Regions from separate parts of the Mus musculus genome. Here regions 2, 3, 4 and 5 are each linked to region 1. A link is a contact called in public HiChIP or PLAC-seq data. All regions are on one chromosome and are shown on one strand. Each heading gives the region's core, a stretch centred on a gene start, on an enhancer-like site or on the middle of the called end of the contact. The rest is flanking DNA. Distances are from core to core; before and after follow the strand shown. Region 1 holds the start of Gdf15 (growth differentiation factor 15). Region 2 overlaps Plvap (plasmalemma vesicle associated protein). Region 3 holds the start of Nr2f6 (nuclear receptor subfamily 2, group F, member 6). Region 4 holds the start of Sugp1 (SURP and G patch domain containing 1). Region 5 holds the start of Tm6sf2 (transmembrane 6 superfamily member 2).

Evidence for each region. HiChIP or PLAC-seq counts read pairs in DNA pulled down with a chosen protein or histone mark.
Region 2: a contact with region 1 is called in an HNF4G HiChIP or PLAC-seq map of pancreatic cancer cells. The contact joins the enhancer-like site here to the promoter of Gdf15 in region 1. A contact is called at or near these places in 4 of 39 promoter capture datasets (hippocampal neurons, neutrophils, pre-B cells and 1 more) and 2 of 115 datasets of contacts at active chromatin or transcription factors (embryonic stem cells and pancreatic cancer cells).
Region 3: a contact with region 1 is called in an HNF4G HiChIP or PLAC-seq map of pancreatic cancer cells. The contact joins the promoter of Nr2f6 here to the promoter of Gdf15 in region 1. A contact is called at or near these places in 3 of 39 promoter capture datasets (liver, neutrophils and pre-B cells), 1 of 15 datasets of contacts at CTCF or cohesin (embryonic stem cells) and 4 of 115 datasets of contacts at active chromatin or transcription factors (embryonic stem cells, pancreatic cancer cells and stem cell-derived neural progenitor cells).
Region 4: a contact with region 1 is called in an H3K27ac HiChIP or PLAC-seq map of microglia, with 4 times the contacts expected there. The contact joins the promoter of Sugp1 here to the promoter of Gdf15 in region 1. A contact is called at or near these places in 1 of 39 promoter capture datasets (cranial neural crest) and 1 of 115 datasets of contacts at active chromatin or transcription factors (microglia).
Region 5: an H3K4me3 HiChIP or PLAC-seq map of embryonic stem cells shows a contact between it and region 1, with 7 read pairs. The contact joins the promoter of Tm6sf2 here to the promoter of Gdf15 in region 1. A contact is called at or near these places in 1 of 39 promoter capture datasets (liver) and 2 of 115 datasets of contacts at active chromatin or transcription factors (embryonic stem cells and pancreatic cancer cells).

The regions. Positions count from the first base shown.
Region 1 is chr8:70,630,752-70,633,377 of GRCm38.p6, forward strand. It overlaps Gdf15 (growth differentiation factor 15), which reads right to left and starts at 1,344. Exons shown (of 2, transcript NM_011819.3): 1 at 582-1,344. The coding sequence starts at 861. Gm34154 (a long non-coding RNA gene) reads left to right here and starts at 1,812. Exons shown (of 2, transcript XR_870495.2): 1 at 1,812-2,104.
Region 2 is chr8:71,495,309-71,497,934 of GRCm38.p6, forward strand. Plvap (plasmalemma vesicle associated protein) reads right to left here. Exons shown (of 6, transcript NM_032398.2): 6 at 2,445-2,626. It also overlaps a transcript of Gtpbp3 not described here. Among named protein-coding and RNA genes, the nearest start is that of Gtpbp3, 7.9 kb to the left of the region's middle. Within about 2 kb of position 1,288, at least 137 of the 459 cell types and tissues checked have an H3K27ac peak or open chromatin away from gene starts, as enhancers often do. A contact at or near this core is called in pancreatic cancer cells, where this site is marked.
Region 3 is chr8:71,380,608-71,383,233 of GRCm38.p6, forward strand. It overlaps Nr2f6 (nuclear receptor subfamily 2, group F, member 6), which reads right to left and starts at 1,345. Exons shown (of 4, transcript NM_010150.2): 1 at 384-1,345. The coding sequence starts at 664.
Region 4 is chr8:70,041,493-70,044,118 of GRCm38.p6, forward strand. It overlaps Sugp1 (SURP and G patch domain containing 1), which reads left to right and starts at 1,295. Exons shown (of 14, transcript NM_027481.3): 1 at 1,295-1,588. The coding sequence starts at 1,555. Mau2 (MAU2 sister chromatid cohesion factor) reads right to left here and starts at 1,242. Exons shown (of 19, transcript NM_001376946.1): 1 at 900-1,242. The coding sequence starts at 1,193.
Region 5 is chr8:70,071,584-70,074,209 of GRCm38.p6, forward strand. It overlaps Tm6sf2 (transmembrane 6 superfamily member 2), which reads left to right and starts at 1,341. Exons shown (of 10, transcript NM_001293795.1): 1 at 1,341-1,506. The coding sequence starts at 1,412. Sugp1 (SURP and G patch domain containing 1) reads left to right here. Exons shown (of 14, transcript NM_027481.3): 13 at 1-68; 14 at 223-764. The coding sequence ends at 249.

The DNA.
Region 1 (2,626 bases), core at 94-2,593:
GATGGCAGACATGCGCCACCACATCCAAGTGTAGCTTTGCAGATCTTTAGGGAGAGCTACAGTTCGCTTGGATTCACACAACCCTAGCGGATTTGTAAGGGGGCGTGACCCAAATCAGCCTGGGCCCGCCCTCAGCCCTGCTGGGTCCCAGAGCTGAGTCCAGTCCCCTGGATCCTCCTCCCTCCCATCCAAGCGACTGTCACTTGTTACTGTAGCAGTCTCTTTACAAGCGATTGCGTCAGATTTCCGATCCAGTTCCCGCAGGTTCTTTCCGTTTGGCTCCCAACCTGGCTCCTGTCCCTCCCTCTTCCCTCCAGGACCCTCTAACCTTCCCCCATGTCCTCCCCAACTCGAGTGCTGTGCATCTCCAGGAGCGACCTTGACCTCTCTGGACATCATTTGTCCAGCTCCGGTCTAGGGACGGTCATCCGTCCTACTCTGGCTGAGCCCGCTGCTGGCAGCTCCAGAGGTCACAGCAGGGGAAACTGAGTCTCGGAAGCTGGGCTGGGCTCGTGGACTTGAGTGTGTTGGTTGGAGCTTGGAGAGGGTGTTCCTGAAGTGGGTCCCTGGTTGCTACTCACCCTCTGGACTGAGTATCCGGACAGCTGGGTCAGGACTTGGTTCTGAGTTCGAGTCCTCTCGGCTCTGGTTGGCATGCAGCCGGCTCAGCAGGTCCTGGAAGCGACCCCGTAGCTCGTCGGCGTTGAGTTGGGACTCAGGGCCGGAGGGTCGCTGTTCAGGCATTGCCAGGGCGTCCCCCTGCGATGGCCATGACAGCAGCAGCAGCAACAGCAGCAGGAACAGCAGGAACCTCAGTTGAGAGCCGCCTGGAGGCTGGGCCTGGAGCGCGGGCGGGGCCATGTCGCTTGTGTCCTGAGTGTGTCTTTGAGTTAAGCCCTCTGCAGCTGCCTTTATACCCACTGGACTCTGTCCGCTCCGCCCCCGTGTGCGATGCCAACTCGGGTGACCAGGCTAATTCGGGCGGGAATCCCAGGGCTCCGCAGGGGGAGGGGGTGGGAGGGAGGGAAACCGCCGGGCTGGGACCTGAGTGAGGGCTGATCGTCCCCACAGAACATGTGATGGAGTCCAGACTGAAGTTCAAGTGGCTTCTTCCTTCCTCTTGGGACCAGGACTCTCTCCCTCTCTCTTTCCTCCTCTCTCCCTCCCTCCTCCCTCCACCCCCATCAAAGGTGAAGCCAAGGAAAACCTAGAAAAGGCAAGTTCAGGCAAGTCACCCCTATGCCTCAGTGTCCCAGGAGTAGACATTACAGCCGTGCCCAAATGGGCTGGGACATAAGGACAAATCAGGGACTGCACCTCTTCGGTGTCCTCTGTGGGACTCCTACCAATCCTTCAAAACCCTGTACGAACAGTTGTCGCTTCAGGAACCAGATTTACCTTTCAGGATGACTGGATGCTCACACGTGCCCTGCCCTGTGCCTGCCTCAGTATCCCCAGACCAGGGGTTCCTCTTGGGAATGGAGGGAAGAGGAAATCTGCTGCGGGCCTCCTTCCAAACAGGAGGCGGCAGGTGGCTGGAGGGGGTGGGCAGTTCGTCTCAGGCTCAGATAGAAGATGGAGGAGGAGGATGAAGGTGCCAGGAGCCCCATCCACGGTCAGCCTGGGCCCTGAAAGGGTAGTGGCTGTAGTTAGGGCCTCTGGGGAAGACAGGAGTGAGCAAGGAGGGGCACCAGGTGTCATCAAGGGCTCCTGCTGGGGTCCCTCCCAGTATTTACATACTGCTGGGTGGCCTCTGACCTGTGGGGTCACTCCAGGTTAATGACTGACTAGGGTTACTCCATGTCCCCCTGTGAAGACAAGGTAGGTGCATGGTAAGTCTTCACCCGCCATCTCCTTTGTCCAAGACCAGGATGACCCCCAGAACCCTCCCCAAACTGATTCCAGACCACTCCTCCTCAGATCCAAGCCCCACCCCTGATGCACTGCCCAGAACTACCTGTTTGCTCCAGGACCCTTTGCCTACGGGGGTGACTCTTAAAGATCAATGTGGAGAGAGGTGGCACCGCCCTTGGGATCGCAGCTGTGGGCAGTTTTGAGGTATCTGCACTCTGTGAGGAGGCACAGCATGGTGGCCACCTGGCCGGTGAGAGTGGGGTTCTGGGATTATGTTCATCTCTGACCGTTTTCCCCCAAATTTAAGTCTCAGAGTTGGATTCTCTGCCCTGGGCGAGCTGCTGATCTCCGAATCATATCCCAGAGGATAATACTGCAGTCTTCTGGTCCCAGGCCAGCCATTGAGCCTCAGTTTCTCTTTCTGTGAAAGGCTGCTGTGGTCTACATCGTCAGGGTAGGGGTACAGCGGGGGCCGGGGGTGCACGCTACAAATTGAGGGACTATCCCGCGGTCCCATGTGACCTTGGACAAGTTTCTCAGCCTCTCTGCGCTGCAGAGCAAAGGCCAAGGATCAGGATACAGCTGTCTTGCTGCGTGAGATGAGAGGTTGAGACAGGACCATCATGGGTCACAGGTGGGGAAACTGAGGCTGGGGACGGCCCAAAGTCTCTTGGGATGCAGATGGCTTCGTAGATATGGAGCTCGGGAGTGGGCCGAGCAGCTGCCCACTCCCACACGGGGAGCCCTGTGCGGTCTGGATGCTGGGACAGGC
Region 2 (2,626 bases), core at 38-2,537, 860 kb after region 1:
GGGCGGGGCCGCCCCTCTGGGCAGCTCGCCCGATGTAGGCCACTTGCCTCGGGGCTGGCACACAGCTGCATGGAGGCCTTGGCCGCAGTCCCTTTTTTCCAAGAAGGGTGAGGAGTTTGTGGGAAGCGACGGGGGGGGGGGGGGTTATTTATAGAGAACGCAGGAAATCCCCAAAGAGTCAGGGCCTCACCCAGCGGAGGCAGTCGGACCGGGCACTTGGCCCCCTTCCGCCCCGGAGCCCTGCCTGGGGCCTGGGAGCCTGGATGAGACTAGGGGCCGAAGGGAATCCAGAAAAGCTGCCTGGAGGAGGGGTCTGGGCAGATAAAACTGAGCCAAGCCCCTACCCCATGGTGTTTGTGTGTGTGTGTGATGTTATCATACACGTGGGTGTGGGGATTCTAGGGGACATACTGGCCAGAAAAGGACACAGGTCAGGTCTCAATTCTGTATCCAGTGTTTAGCATCCTCCTCTCTCTGCCCACAGTGCTAGGGTTACAGGTGCACAACTATACCCTGCTTTTATATTGGCAATTGAGACTCAGTTTCTCCTCTTTCAGCAACAAGTACTCTCACCCAGGGAGCTAGGCAAGGAAAAGCATAGCCAGGCATGTTAGTGCGCCAGCGATCCCAGCATTGTAGAGGCAGGAGGATCTCTGAGTTGGAGGCCAGCCAGGCTATGTAGCGAGCCTCTTGTCTCAAAACGAAACAAATGAACACAAATGAAGCAAATAAACTTTGTTCACCCTTAAGTCCTGATCAGATATTCTGAGAGCAGCCAGGGCTGAACCCTGTCTGTAAGCTGCCAAAGGGGCTGAGAAACTAGGCTGTAGGGTAATGGGGAGCCATGAAGGATGTGTGACCAACAGAGGGCGGGTTCAGAATCCATGATGAAGAGGACTGTGCCAGTATAGGACCCTCCTGAGGCAGCGCTGGGGGCAGGCTTTTGTTTTCTCATGTCAGCAATGTAGGCCTCTCTGCCTGGACACTTCAGATTCATTATCACAACCACTGTGGTTGTTAGAGGTGGGTTCTTACTGTGTAGCCCAGACTGGCCTGGAACTCTTGGGTTTAAGCAATCCTTCTGCCTCCCAATCATGTTAGCTGAGAGTACAGATTTGAAACATGGTGTCTGGGAAGAGAAAACAAAGGCTGAGTTTGATCACCATCTGCACCCAGGCCAGTGGCTATCAGACCTTCAGTCAGGTCGACTTCATCCCAGAGCTCAGGCGCAGGTCCAGGGCCCGCCCCAATTCCTTGGGGCCTTCATCCCAGCCATCCAGGCAGCCTCCCAGGCTGACCCCTGGTGGCCTGGTTGGCGGGGCTCCAGCCGAGTGCTTCCTGCAGTGACAGGCTCTGGCCCATATTTCCGGATCCAGGAAATATCGCCGCTTTGTCCCCAAGGCAGAGTGTGGCACACAGGCTGTGTGATTCACCTCCTGCTCCCACAGGGGCCAACGCTGGAGGGAGCAGCCGCCTTCTGCCTTCATGTTTGTCTGCTTTTCCCTCGATGGCTCCAGCTTGCTGCTGGGATTCAAGGACAGCTGGGCTGGACATTAGAGGGCTGCCCTTGCCCTTCAGTCCCCTGCCTCAGCCTCCCCACCAGGGACAGACCTGTTTCACCACGCTGGGCTTCATTCTGTTGCATGTTGTTTCTGTAAGGGCTACTATTTTTTTTTTTTTAAATCTGTACCAACCTGAGGAGATGCATCTTTCAATATGTTTGCACCAGAAGGCAATAGGATAGCTTTTCATTTTTATTTAGTCCTGATGGTTGAAACAGGGTCTCCTGTAGCCCAGGCTGGCCTTGTAGTCCCAATCCTCCTGCCTCAGCCTCTTCAGGTCTGGAATAACACCACACCCAGTTTATGTGGTGCTGGAGATGGAGTCCAGGGTGTCATTCATGCAACACAAGCACTCTACCCACTGAGCCACAGGGTTGGGCTGAAAGGTGCATGCCACCCGCCACAGCTGCCATCTATTCATTTAAAGATTCTATGTTACCTTGATTGCACCACCTGCATGTGTGCTGCCTCTGGAGTTCAAGAGAGGGCATCAGATCCCCTGCATGTAGTTGTAAGTTGCCATGTTAATGCTGGGAACCAAACCCAGATCCTCTCTAGGAGCAGTCAGTACCTAACCTGCTGAGCTGTCTCACCAGTCCCCACTGAGCATGAGAGTCATCACTGTCCTCAGGAGGCTGAGGTAGTGAGATCCAGAATTCAAAGCCAACTTGGCATGCATAATGTGACCTTGTTTACAGAATAAAAACATAAATAGAAACCAGCCAGGTGGTGGTGGTACATACCTTTGATCCCAGCCCTTGGGAGGCCAAGACAGGCATATCTCTGAGTTCGAGGCCAACCTGGTATACAGAGTGAGTTTCAGGATGGCCAGAGGTACAGAGGGAAACTCTGGCTTAAAACAAACAAACACACACAAACAAATACAAACCAGTCTTCAAAGGACTTTCATATTTATTATGTGCCAGTAATATCTTTAGGGGGCTACAAGCAAAAGCCTCCCTCTAGGGCTCTAAGATCCACCCGGAACGCTCATCTACAATTGAGGCCCTTCCTTGTGAGGAGGAGGGGAACCAGCGGACTCTGGAAAAGACTTTAAAACCTAA
Region 3 (2,626 bases), core at 95-2,594, 750 kb after region 1:
GATCCGCGCGGCCGCAGACAATGGCCCCTGGACGCCGCCAGCCCCGCGGTGCGACTTGCACCTCTGATTCCCGCGAGGCACCACGCGTGACGGGCCCCCACGAGAAAGGGGGCACTGGGGGCTGGAAAGAGGGTCCTCACTCCTGACAGCACTCCCGAGCCCTCCCTGTCTAGCAGAACCAGCTCTCTCCAGAGCAGGAGGACAAGAGCAAAGACCACCTGCGCGGGGGAGGAGAGGGGGAGCACCTGCACGCATGTATCACCAACTCCACTAGGGCCGAACCCGTGGTCTGGGGCAGGAATGCGGGTGTGGGGAAGGTCAGCGCCAGGCCCAAGGTGACCGAGCAGGTCCGGGCCAGCTCGGTGGCCGCGCGTGGGGCTCACCGGCAGGTGTAGCTGAGATTGCGGCGGATGCTGCGCTTGAAGAAACTCTTGCAGCCCTCGCAGGTGAACACGCCGTAATGCTTTCCACTGGACTTGTCCCCGCACACCACGCAGTCCACCTGCAACCCCGGACGCTCCTCGTCGCCCGGCTCCGCGTCGCTGGTCGCCCCGGGAGGTGACGCCGAATCGTCCTCGGTCGCGCGTGGGTAGCTCCCACCAGCCTTGTCCACGCCGTTCGTGTCGCCTCCGGGGTCGCCCCAGCCACCGGTCACCATGGCCATAGCCCCGGAGACAGCGGGGCCGGTACGCCCCGGGACGAGTCCGTCCCCTCTGGGCACGCCTGGCGACCCGAGAGGGACCCGGCTACCCCGGGCGCATGCAGCCCGCGCTCTCGGGGGGCTCCGGTCGCACACCCCCCTGAAAAAAGTTTTGCGGCAACTTCCTGCGGCCGGTCCGCGCGCCAGGCAGGAACTGGTCGGGCCGGTTCCAGGCCAACTTTCCCACGCGTGCCCGCGGTCGACGGGGGCGCGCTAGAGGCGCGAGTCTGGGGCGCCCAGGTCCCGTGGTCCGGAGTCCTGGGGACCCGGTAGCGTCGCGGGGGCCATGGCCCGGCCCCGCCGCCCAGGCCAACTTAGTGGCTCACCATCCGAGCGCGCGCGGGCGCCCCCGAGCCCGGGGGGAAACTTTGGCCGCAAGTTACGCGGCGAGGGGGGAGGGGCGGCGGGAGCGCGCGTCGGAGACCCGGAGTCCCGCACGCCGCGCGCGCCCGGCCGTAATCGCAGAGGTCCAGGCGATAGAGCTGAGTGGAGAGTGCGACCCGCGGCCTTCCCTGGATCGTCTCCCCGCCGAGCGCTCGCGCGGCCGGCCTCGGCCTGCGCCTGGGCCCGAGCCTCGGCCTCGCCCTGGCGCTCGCCGCCGGCCCCGCGCTGCGGCCGGCCTGACACCCGCGTTCCATCGGCGCCGGCGGGGGCGGGGCGGGGGCGCGCGGCGCGGCCGGGGGCGGGCGCTCGTTGCCCCGGCGACGGCCGCCCTTATAAGGGCATGGGGTAGCCGCGCGCCGCCCGGAGCCGTGGGCCGGCGAGAGGGCGGGGCGGGGCGCGCAGCTGACCCTCCCCCACGCGGCCGCGCAGCCTTAACCCCTGCGAGTCCTGTCGGGGCATCGGGGAGCTCCGCGCGGCTCCCGGCAGCCGCGCCCCCCGGGGACATCTGCAGGGGGCACGCCCCCGCCGCTCAGGCGCGCGCCCCGCTTTGCTCTGCGCGGCTGCCAGCTGGAGCGGCCCCCTCCTCCCCAAAGTCTCCGCGGCCCGCCCCCGCCTCCGCCTCCGCCTCGCGCTCCGCTCCGGTGAACACCTGGTGTCCGGAGTCTGGGGGTGGGCGTCCGCGCTGTTAGGTCAAGGGGTCCCCCTCTCTCCTTTCAGGCTTCAAGGGTGGGAGAGGCTGGGCGTCAGTCGCCTCTCCGGCCGGAAGGCGTGCCAGTCCCGGGCTGTTGTCCGGGTCTCTCTTCATTTCCTTTCCTTTTTTTTTTTTTCTTCTTCTTCACAGAAAGGGTTTGGCCTGGTGACCGGCTGGGCCACAGATGTCTAGCCCCCCTCCCGTCCAGCCCCCCACGCCTAGAGCCTCCCAGCTGCCGCCACGCCCCTGCCCCCTCCAATTCTACTGGAGCAAGCATTTATTAAGCACCCTTTGTATGCAGGACCCCCCAGGGCACGGATTTATTAAGCTCCCTTCACATTTGAGGCCTAGATGGGATTGAGGCCTGACTCTAGGTCTGTTAACGTTTAACAGAGGGAAAAGTCCCTCTTGGGGTGACCTTTCACCCCTGAGTCAGAGTTCTGACGGCCAGGCCTGTTCTGCCTCCTATGCAGGCCTGGGTCCAGTATAGACACACCAGAGAACGCGGCCAACCTGGACAAGGTGCCCTCCCTTCTGTGCCTTGTGAAAATCATCCCACAAGATGAGCCCTCACATAAGGGGACTTAAAGGAACTGAGGTTCAGGTTTCCGCTAGCCATGTACACCCAGCCCTGTGCTGTTGGGTACCTAGAAGAATCCACCTGGATACCTTGTGAAAATACAAATACAGAAATCAGGAAGAACTAGAATCAGACTGGAGCAAGGACTTCCCAGGAATCTGATTAGAATCGACCCTGCTTTAGTGGTGACAAATCCTGGGTGACCCAGAAGATAAATCAGTTTAGGAGTCATAGTTGGTTGTTTGGGATGAGAACAGTCCTAGATTGGACT
Region 4 (2,626 bases), core at 45-2,544, 590 kb before region 1:
CCAAACTTCACACAGTGTGGTCTTTGCTAAATCACTTTACTTAGCTAAGCCTATACGGTTTCACTCTTGAAATAAGGAAGTTTATTGGTTCAGTGAGGATTAGAAGCTCTAACTATGCACAGTGTGGGAAACAAGAATTTTGATCCCCTCCTGAAGGCAATTTACTAGACTGTCTGCAGGTCAGAACATTAAACATCTGAATAGTCAAGGAAACAAAGATAGGAAAATGGCAAAAAAGAGGCGGAGGTGTGGAAGAGACACAGTTGCCATGAGAAGAAACAAGTCTTACTGAGAAGCTGAATGACAGCTACCTCTTGAAATTCTGTGAAGCACCAAGACGTCACAAATCAAGTTGGAGGCGGAGTGGGGACTCTTTCAAAGATGGACCATTTCGTGGTGGGAGAAGAAGCCACCAACAGTGAGACTGACCTCCAGACCCCCGAGGTGCAAGTGACTCTAGAAGCTACTTTCTGCACTTCAGGTCCTCACAAGGCAACAACGTTCAACAAGAGGCTGAAGGCCTCACCTTCCCCAATATCCATGCCACAAGGATCTGGGACTCCAGACCTAGACACCTGACTGTCAGAAGTCCTGGACTTTCAGATTTCCTGCGACCTCGCTTTCACACGTCAGGGAGCTCGCATCTCTTCCTTAGGTAGGTGCTTCTAGGCTGACGCTCTGGGTCCTGTTCCCGCGGCCACCCGACTAGGAGGGTCCCCGATGCAAGCACCAAGTAGCTGAAGAGGGACAACTTTCCCGGTTCCCGGGTGAGAGGGCGTGGCGGAGCCGCGTCTGTCACCGCAGGTGAGGGCGAGGCCTTCGGAAGTCCCAAGCCCGACGAGGCGGAGAGGATCGAGTCCCCGGTACCCGCGGCCCGCCCGCCTGGCCCGCACACTCACCGCCTTCTCCAGGTGGCTGCGCGCCTGCTCGCTGTTCTTCGTGTGGTGGTAAAGCACCGAGCCGAGCTGCAGGTGCGTCCGGGCCTCGATCCGCTGAGGCGGCTTGAAGGGGAACACGGCCTGCAGGCAATGAACGCACAAGCGGATCTTGGGCGGGCTAGATGTTCGGAAGTGCTCGGCGAAACCCAGGAGAGCCAGATACCACGACTCGGCTGCCTCGGCCTGTGCGGCCTGTGCGGCGGCAGCCTGAGCTGCAGCCGCCGCCTGCGCCGCAGCCGCCGCCTGTGCCGCCATCTTGGCCCGCACAACAACAAGCCGCCTCCACAGAGAGGCGGAAGCACCTTGAGGGGCGGGGCCTGGCGACCCGCAATTCTCGCGAGAACTGCTACGCAAGGACTTCTGGGTCTTATGGTGTGTGTTCGAAGTGGCTCCGACTGAGGAAGACTCTGAGGAGAGGATGATACCTCTGCATCATCGTAACTGAGAGTAATACACGTTCGTGAACTGACGCCGGCGTTTCTGTGGAGAAGACGCCCGGTGTCCTAGAAGGGGGTTGGACGAGATTGTCGGAGAAGGACTACATTTACCATCAGACCAAGCGCACTATAACAGAGCCTCCCTCTTCTCAGGTGGCGCCGGAGCATTGTGGGATTGGATGAGTCTCAAGATGGACAACCGGGATGTTGCAGGTAACATCCCCCGACTTCCCTTCGCCGCCCGCCTGGGTTCTCGCGACTGCACGTCTCCTGTTCACCCTACTTTCTGTCACGGACCTGACACGCGGACTTCTCGCCTCAGCCCCAGGGAAACTTACAGTAACGTTGCGTGTGCCCTTCTCTGGTCTGCCGAGACCCCAGACTCGGGTTCGCCCCCCAACCCCCGCCCGTGGCTGAGGAGCGCTCCTGGTCTCCCTCAAAGGCCTGGGCGCCGGGTGGGAACCGCATGGGCTTTCCCAATAAACTGCTCTCGGGCCGGTGGCATCCACAGCGGACAGCCTGGGACATCCCTCCTGCCCCTCCGGTCCCCTTTGGCTTGGGTCCTGCCTTGTGGGAAATGTGCGTTTCCGAACTGCACTGGGTCAGCCAGGGCGGTTTCCCACGGTTACGGGTTTAGCTCTCCCTGTGCCCCTAGGATGAAATGCATTTGCCCATTCACCATATGCTTCCACACTTGCTGGGTGCCAAACGCTGTGCTAAGCTTGCGTGTCAGTGCACCTGGAAGCAAATTTTGCAAAGAACTAGTTCTCGTGACGTGAGGTTGGATGCTGCTAATATATTGAAGGTCAGGGAAGGCTTAACAGTTTTTAAAAATCCATTTGTCTTTATGTCTTTGTGTGTGAGTACCTGGAGCTGGAGTTATAGTAGGCCACCTGGATGTTTGCTTGGATTCTCTGGAAGAGTGACAAGCACTCTTAACCTCTGAGCCATCTCTCTGGCTCCATGAAAAGTCTTTCTTGAGTACAAGATGTTCCATATGAGTAGATGCTGTCTATAGGAAGGCAGAGGTTTCACCACAGAGGCTGGATAGGCCTCAGAGTGGACTAGGATTGTCTCCTTGGAGATTGTTATGAATGAAATGGAAATAATTAGGGGTGTCAACTCTGGTAGTGTCTAGGGAGTCAGTTTTGCTTTCAACATTTAGAATTTAAGGGCTGACGAGATGGTGGTAGTTAAAATGCTTGTTGCCCAAGAGTGAGGACCTGGCTCCCCATCTTCAGTACTCATGTA
Region 5 (2,626 bases), core at 91-2,590, 560 kb before region 1:
AGGATGATGAGTACGAGGCCTTCCGCAAGAGGATGATGCTGGCCTACCGATTCCGGCCCAACCCGCTGGTGCGTGCCTCCCTGACTGCCTGTTAGTTTGAGAGAGATGACAAAACCCCTGCTGTAGCCCTCACAGGATGTCAGCTCTGCTGCCTGCAACGTTGTGGAGGGAGGACCTATAGTTTTCCACTAACACTCCTTTGATCTTTTTGGGCTTCCACAGAACAACCCCAGACGGCCCTACTACTGAATATTCTGGAAACACAAAGTCTACATTCAGATCGGCCATCCTTGGACTATGAAATGTTCTGGCATCCATCTCTATCCTGTGGTCACAAGTGTTGTGCTGTGTATTAAAGTCCCAATGCTCACCTGTCCAGCATTCCAGTTCCTGCTGTTGCCAGAAACCTCTTTTGTCCCTCCTCCAGTCCCACTGAGGCTCATTGAGTTCACAGTAACTGGAGACCAGCCAGTTGATTCAGACTTTACCCCAGGCAGAGGAAAAAGAGGCTTCCAAACACTTCATGATATGTGCATGGGCTGGTGTGGACTGGGCACAGCTGGAGTATGGGTAGGGCCTGTCTAGAGGCAGAGGCCTGGGCTGTCTCATGTATTGCTCACTGCATAGCTGCAAGAGCCCAGCTGGAGCCCGTGATGGTCAATCTTTGCAGCTTCATCCCATTTGTGCTGCCCTGGATCCTCCCCAGACCTCTCCAGCTAGTCAAAGTCCTCAAGAGAATAAGAATGATAAATCTGAGTACTCCAGTCTTGCTCCTCTGGTCTTCCATCTCCCCAATGTTTCCCTCTCCCAAGATCTGGTTGGGCATGACACAAAAGGTCCTAGAGTTGGCAGAGCTGAGTAGTGGGAGTGTGGCCAGGGGCTGGACTGCAGTGTGTACAAGTTGTGAGTGTAGGGCCTGGGGGCGGGGCCATGTAGAGCGTGGCTGCACTCTTGAGCTAATGCCTGTGAGTAGGGCTAGGAGAGGTGAATGGGTCTTAGGTAAGGGACTATTGTGGACTCGGTAAAGGGAAGTCTCTACAGTTCAGCCCCACAGGTGACTAGGGTATGGGGGCGGAGTTATAAGCTGGGTAGAGGTAAGGGGGCATGGCTGCAGATGTGGGACGGCTGAAAACTGGGAAAGGACGCTGTGCAATGGATAAAAGGACTGAGAAAGGGAGCTTATGGGCGGAGTCTCCTGATAGTAGGGCGGCACTCCCCACCCACCCCCTCCGCATACTGGCCAAGAACCTCAACACAGGAAAGGGTGGTGACCAGCTCCTGCGCGGGGCGACCTTTGCGCGCGGGGGGGGGGGGGGGGGCAGGCAGGTTCCTGGCAACTCAGAGCTCTGACGCGCTGCGGTCACGGAGCCAAGCGTCCTGGAGGCCTCGCCGGGGTCGGGGTGCCGCTGCCATGGACATCCCGCCCCTAGCCGGCAGGACTGTGGCAATGTCATTCTGCGCCCTGCCAGTGTCCTACCTACTCAATCAAGTTTCGGCGTTCTCACAGTGCGTTTTCGTCCATGAGGACCATGGGGCTGGAGGGAGGATGAGGGGTAGCAAAATCCCATAGGATGGGAGCTGGGCCGGGGGAACGCCATTGCAAGCAGAAATCCCTCTCCAGCCGCGCTGTCAGGAAGATGAAGTTGTAAGTTTCTGGGGAAAGGTGATGTGGAGCCATAGTGGGTTGTGGCATTTACGAGTATTCCAGGGATGTATGCTGTGCCAGTTCCAAAGTCACCCAGGGTCAAAGTATTTTCCTAGATAAAGCCCAACTCACCCAACTTCCCTGGTACGCATGCCCTGTACCATCGTCTCTGTCTCAGGCCTAGAGTTAACTCCCCCTACAAGCAATGAGCACCCTGTCCCTGACTTCTATCTTCAGATAGACCCCGGAGGTCCAGCAATCCCCTCACTCCAAAGCTCAGTTAACTCAAACAGTGGGATAGAGAGGGCCTTAGCCATAGGTCTGACTCCCTGGTACCTGTCTCCTGAGAGTCTGAGTGAGCCAAGTGCCCTTTGGGAGCCCAGGTCTCTTTATCTATCTGGGTTTCACTATCGTCATGGGTGAGGATCACAAGTTCTGTGCAGTGTCAAGATTAGTGTTGGCATTTTGGTTAAGTAAAACCAGGATGGAGTTTATGAAATGTGGGCCTGGGTAGTTTAGGAGAATTGAACAAAAACTGGCTGTGTGGCACCAGACAGGTGGATTCCCCTCTCTGGGTTTTGGTTTGTTTGTCCAGCTGTGTTAAGGGAAGCCCAGAGACCTGGCTTGTGTTATCTATGCAGCTAGCTGAACTGTCTTATCAGACTGTATAACTTCGGTGTAACTGAGCAAGAATAGGGAAGTGCAGTTGGAGACATTTGGACTTTAGTTGAGAGAAACTGGGAGCCTCAAGAAAATACTAGATTCCCTCCCATCAGAGTCCAACCACATGAAGGGTGAGGCTCAATGAGTGACCTGGCAAATCCAAAGGAATGAGTATTAGCTAATGATGAAACACAGAGATAGGGAAATCAGAGAGGGCTTCCAGTGGGAGCAATATGGATAAGCCTTGAAGTATGAGTAGGAGTTTGCCAAGTAGAAAACCTAACCAAGAAACCACTGATGGAGAAGTCAGGTCTCATT